2 separate regions of the Hordeum vulgare genome follow, and region 1 is linked to region 2. Evidence: chromatin contacts called from public Hi-C data. All regions are on one chromosome and are shown on one strand. Each heading gives the region's core, a stretch centred on a gene start, on an enhancer-like site or on the middle of the called end of the contact. The rest is flanking DNA. Distances are from core to core; before and after follow the strand shown.

Region 1 (2,700 bases), core at 141-2,640, 540 kb before region 2:
TATTTCTGGGGGTTTCTGCATTTATAAGAATTTTTGACGTCAGTCTCACGTCAAGATGGCCCACTAGGCACCAGAGTGCCTCGGGGCGCCCTAGTACCTAGTGGGCACCAGACTCCCCTCTGGTGGTTCTTTGCTATAGTATTTCTCTTTTCTTCCAAACAAATGTCAAAAAAATTCGTCCAATTTTGAAAACTTTTATTTCTGCACAAAAAACAACATCACGGTAGTTTTGCTGAAAACAACGTGAGTTCGGGTTAGTTCCATGCAAATCATACCAAAACCATATAAAATGTTGTAAACATGGCATGAGTAATTAATAAATTATAGATATATTGGAGACGTATCACTCATCAAAGTGGATTATTATTTCAGTACAAAAATGAATTTTCCATTAGCAGCGAGGTGTATGTAATTATTTTGTCAACGACATGGATCCATCACTCTAGTCTTTGGCAGATGATATTTTCTAATATACGGTAGGTAAAATTTGGAGAGCATTGCGGGGTGTTGTGGGTATACCTTATGTTTGTTGTTTATAAAAATGACCATATCTCTATTATCTTATATCTTGATTTAACTTTTCCCCTCTCACGAGAATACAAAGGCAAAGCCTGCCTCCTCCCGATCTCTATTGGCGAGCCACATGGATTTGCCGCTCTCTACCTACCGCTTCGACGATCAATAGTGGGGAGGGGAATCTCGGTGCCTCGCTCCTCCTAGTAGAGATAGATTAGGATTTTAGTCTCCGTGTATGCAACACTTGAACGAATGACAACGCTGCATATCCGAGTCGGTCTTTGAGACTCCCATCCTTTTCAAGTTTGTCCGTCGGGACATATTCGACACAGCTCTGACATATATTCTTGTCGTCTCCTTAGGATGGCCAGGTTAGGATTTCTGCAATTGCGCGAGCCACTGGTGCTTTTTTGTTGCATGATGTTTGTGCAATCATGTTCCAATTGCAACAAGAATCTTGTTACAATGAGAAATCGCATGATGAGCAGATCGAACGAATCAGGACCTACCGGTCTTTACGGTGAACCTTTTTCTAAGACAAGATTGGGATCCTTTTTAAAGAAAAATATTCTTCTACCTGTGATTACAATTGTTATTCGTCTATTTTTCCCATCCAGAAAATCGTTTTCCAACTATCAATCAATTTTCTGACAAGCAAGGGTCGGAAAGTGACCTCCTGCCTCCTGGGTAGGGTAACATAATATTAGTTTAAATTAAGATAAATTTGACCAAAAAATTATAACTAACCTAAGATATTTTGACTTGGAAGCGGGACGGATCGGGTACCGCTCTACATCCCTACTGCTGGGCCAGATCCGGATTCCGGACAGCTTCGCCTACCGGGTCTGGATCGAGCTTTTCCCGGCCCGCTAACCATCGCCTTCCCCAACCCGGCATCCGTTTCCCCTCGCGAGAGCTCGAGACGTCCCCCATGTCGCGGTAAGACGACCGTCGAGAGCCCTAACCCTAGCTCGACCCACCGGCGTCCCCGTCCTCCTCCGGCCGTCCTCCATGGACGCGAAGGACATCCTCGGGCTCCAGAAGACCTCCTTCCCGTCCGCCCAGGAGAAGAAGCCGCGGCCGCCCAAGGAGCCGCAGCGCAAGCCCGATGGCGTCTCGCGCGAGGTACCGCCCTTCGTCACCCTCCCCCGCCCTCCTCCGCGCGTTTGGTTGTTCTCCCGGCGCTGACGCCCGTTGTGCGGATCTAGGTGTACGCGCTCACCGGAGGGGTGGGAATGGCGCCGCTCATGCCGACCATCGAGGCCTCGCACCTGAAGCGCCGGCCTGCTGTTGAGAAGGAGAAGGTGGGCGAGCAACTCTTCTGGTTTCAGCTATCTACTGAATAAACTGGTTACTGCTGTACCATTTGAACTCAGATTTCCATACACTACTATTTGTGCGTATGAGAATTTGGCATCCAGAGTGTGGTCATTACCTGCGGGGTTGAGCTAGGAGTACACACGAAATGTTAACTGATTCATGTACCTTTTTTTTTGCGGGTTGGTTCATGTACAAATTAATTGCTGTATTGAGTTGGCGGTCAAGCCAGCACTTTGTTATCATACTAAATCGCATCGGGTGCATTGTATCATCTGGGTAGTCGCCAGCGAAGACTTTTGGTGCTACCCGGTCAAAGAAACATAATGCATATGACATGCACCCCCACTTAATGAAACATTTTGATCTCAAACTTGATATTTTCTTTTGTAATTATACTCTATGAATCACAGTCAGACTTCTGCTTTCGTAGGACTGCCGACCTTCTGTGTTGCTTTCATATCTGCTAGTGATCTAAATTTGTGCAGTTAGTGTTATTAAATAGTTGTGTAAGGGTAAGTCTAGTATCATATAGCATGATAAATCAGCTTTGTGTTGAACTTCATGCCATAGAATGCAGAACATGACTAGTCTTATATGCCATCCTTTCTTATTTTAGCTTAGCATTTGGTTTTCTGTTGATTGTTCCTTTATTTCAGATCATTAAAATGTTATATGCTCTGGTCAGCAAATTTATATCATTATCACTGCATGGGACACTGTAATAGTTTCCGCACACCTAGTTTGAATGATACTATTGGCTTTATGCATAACATGAATTCCAAGCATGAAGTGTCCAGTCTGTCACTTATATCTGGGGAATGCTGTTGGGACCAATGGACTGCTGTATGTGGTTTAACTTGAGAA
Region 2 (2,700 bases), core at 74-2,573:
GTCATTTTATACCTTCAACCATTCTCTTAAAAACACATTACAACACCTCATCTTCTTCCTTCCCACACTTTCTTTCCAACCGCCCCCACTCATCATCGACCAGACCGTCAACCACAAGCCTCTCCTCCCCGCCCTCCCCTCAACCGCTGCTCACCATCATGTTGCCGCCGTCCCCGACCCTCCCTCTAGCCCCAATGATGCCTAATTTTCTTTCCGACAAACCTGCACCACACACACGCCCCTAAGATAGATAATGGGGTCGTTTGCCATCCTAAGTTAGATAGTCTGGTCGCCGGCGAGCTTGTTCCTTTCCTCCGACGAGTCTTCCTCCCCTTTCATTGTTCGTTCCTTCACATGAAAATCGATGACCCAAATTTTGAATTAAGGCAACTTACGATTACCTATTGTGATTTTTTTTATACGAGAAAGTGGATCTGTTGGAGATGCTGTCACACTGTACATACGGGTCACCAACGAACGGTCGATGAAATTGACAAATCTCCCCGTTTCAATCGGTTGAGATAAAATTGACAACGGCGCGCATGTCGTGTTCCTGAAGATCCCGTGACGCGCCTCGGGGGCTCGGGGGATCGCACATTCGCGCAAACAATTTGCGCTGCTTGCTCGGATTGGCCCTTCCCAATATACGATGCGCTCATCGGATCTGAACCGAGCGCCGTCCATGTATGTAAAGTAAAGCATTCACTTTGCGGTTAACACGTCTCCCTCCCCTTTGACCTGTCTATTTCGGCCACGTTCGACTAACCATCTTGTTGATGATGCCTTTCGCTAGCTAAGCTTTCACCTGCTCGATCGAGACCCAAAGGCCAGAGCCAAAAGTGTGTTAGAGTACTGCTCGTAGCTGTTACCGCCGGCGCTGTCTCCTGACACTGACGGTGCTAGTGGTAACTTGTTCGGTTCGGTGGCGTGCATGCTCCTCGTGCCACAATGGAGGCATGGTTAGACGATCCAGATTTGCATGGCGTACTGTAGGGCCGGCGACGGATGGTCCATGTCTCCATGCGATGCGGCATCGGCGCCGGCGAGAACAGTGCGGCCCATGCCGTTATCCTGAGGCGGGGCAGCGGCAGTCAGTGTGACGGGACGGGCAAGATTCTCGAGGACGGCGGGAGGGAGACAATTCAGAGTTACAGGCTTTCGTCAGAGCAGGGATGGGGGACCCGGGGCTACGGCGATTGGTGTCAATTGGCATGGCGTGGCGTGGTCACCGCGCGCGCGAAAGTGACAGCGACGAAGCAGGGGGCGCGACCCCGACCCCGGAGTTAAATGGAGCCGGTCGTTACCCAGCGTCACCTCGTAGCAGCTGTCTTGACGCCACCACCGTCGGCGCGCGCAGCCACGACGACGCCGCCGCCGCCGCGAGCCGAGGTCGGTCGGAGAAGTGCCCGGTCGGCCGGCGATGGCGGATGGGGCGGCGAGCAGGTTCCGCACGGTGTGCGTCTTCTGCGGCAGCAGCGCCGGCCGCCGCAGGGTGTTCGGCGACGCCGCCCTCGACCTTGGCCACGAGCTGGTGGGTGGATCAAATGGCCAAACTAGGAGCTACAAACTCGCCTCTGCTCTGCCAACGCGCATCTTTGCTAGCTATATGCTCCGCAGCTCCATGGCCGTGCGGCGTTTGGGTTGCGAGAGCTAAGCCGTGTGGGATTCATCGATCCTTGCAGGTGAGGAGGGGCGTCGACCTCGTCTACGGCGGCGGCAGCATCGGCCTCATGGGCCTCATCGCGCGGACGGTGCTCGACGGAGGCCGCCGTGTCGTCGGGTACGTACGTCCGTCCGTGTACAGCTTCCTTCCCTTCTGCACGAGTTCTCCTCTGCTTCTTGCAGAGATGCTCTGCTCTGCCGTTCTAAACTTCTAATACTTGCACTGAGTGTTTCTTGGCAGGGTGATTCCCAGGGCTCTCATGCCCGTCGAGGTACGCTACCTCGACGATTCAGATTTCTATCTATCTACATTCTACTGCACGTACTTAGCATTCTGTACGGGTAGCCTCCCAGAGTAAGAAAATGCTTTCCGGTTCAGTCACGTGGTGTGTACTGATGTTTGAAATTCATGCATCTTCCGACTCATCCTGAAACTGAACTGTGAAAGAAGTGAAAGTTCTTGCACTTTTCCTGCAATAATTTTAAAAGAAGTAAAAAAAACATAGAGAAATTCATGTGAATTTGGTCAAGGTTTTTATTTTTGTCATCTGAATCCAGCCGTACACCTGAAGTTCACTTGGCACATGAGGTTATCTCAGCTGAATTTGAAGTGTGTGGCCAAACATCCAAATTAAGTGCATCTTACTGAAATGCTGACCATGCCATCCCAGGGGGCGACGGATTGACACGTGTCTGATTTTGTACGTACAACATTATATATCCATCTGCCGTTTCTCTGAAAGTTTCACTTCAAATTGTACCGACAGATATTAGGTGAGAGCGTGGGAGAAGTGAAGGTTGTATCTGACATGCACGAGAGGAAAGCAGAGATGGCTCGACAGTCCGAAGCATTCATCGCTCTTCCAGGTTCCACATGTCTAACGATCTTCCTAATCGTTCTGCCATCATCGCTGATAAGTAAGTAGAAATTGCTTACAATTTTCTGTTCATCAGGGGGGTACGGAACCATGGAGGAGCTGTTGGAGATGATAACATGGTCCCAACTCGGAATTCACAACAAACCGGTAAGCAACCGAG

Evidence for each region. A called contact is a pair of places that touch in the nucleus more often than the background predicts.
Region 1: a Hi-C map of leaf shows a contact between it and region 2, with 2.5 times the contacts expected there. The contact joins the promoter of LOC123448205 here to the promoter of LOC123448173 in region 2. A contact is called at or near these places in 2 of 6 Hi-C or Micro-C datasets (leaf and seedling).

What each region holds. Positions count from the first base shown.
Region 1 is chr1H:486,428,514-486,431,213 of MorexV3_pseudomolecules_assembly, reverse strand. It overlaps LOC123448205 (SWR1-complex protein 4), which reads left to right and starts at 1,390. Exons shown (of 16, transcript XM_045125029.1): 1 at 1,390-1,641; 2 at 1,725-1,820. The coding sequence starts at 1,528.
Region 2 is chr1H:485,885,656-485,888,355 of MorexV3_pseudomolecules_assembly, reverse strand. LOC123448173 (probable cytokinin riboside 5'-monophosphate phosphoribohydrolase LOGL7) reads left to right here and starts at 1,323. Exons shown (of 7, transcript XM_045124984.1): 1 at 1,323-1,531; 2 at 1,683-1,780; 3 at 1,904-1,934; 4 at 2,430-2,529; 5 at 2,617-2,687. The coding sequence starts at 1,421.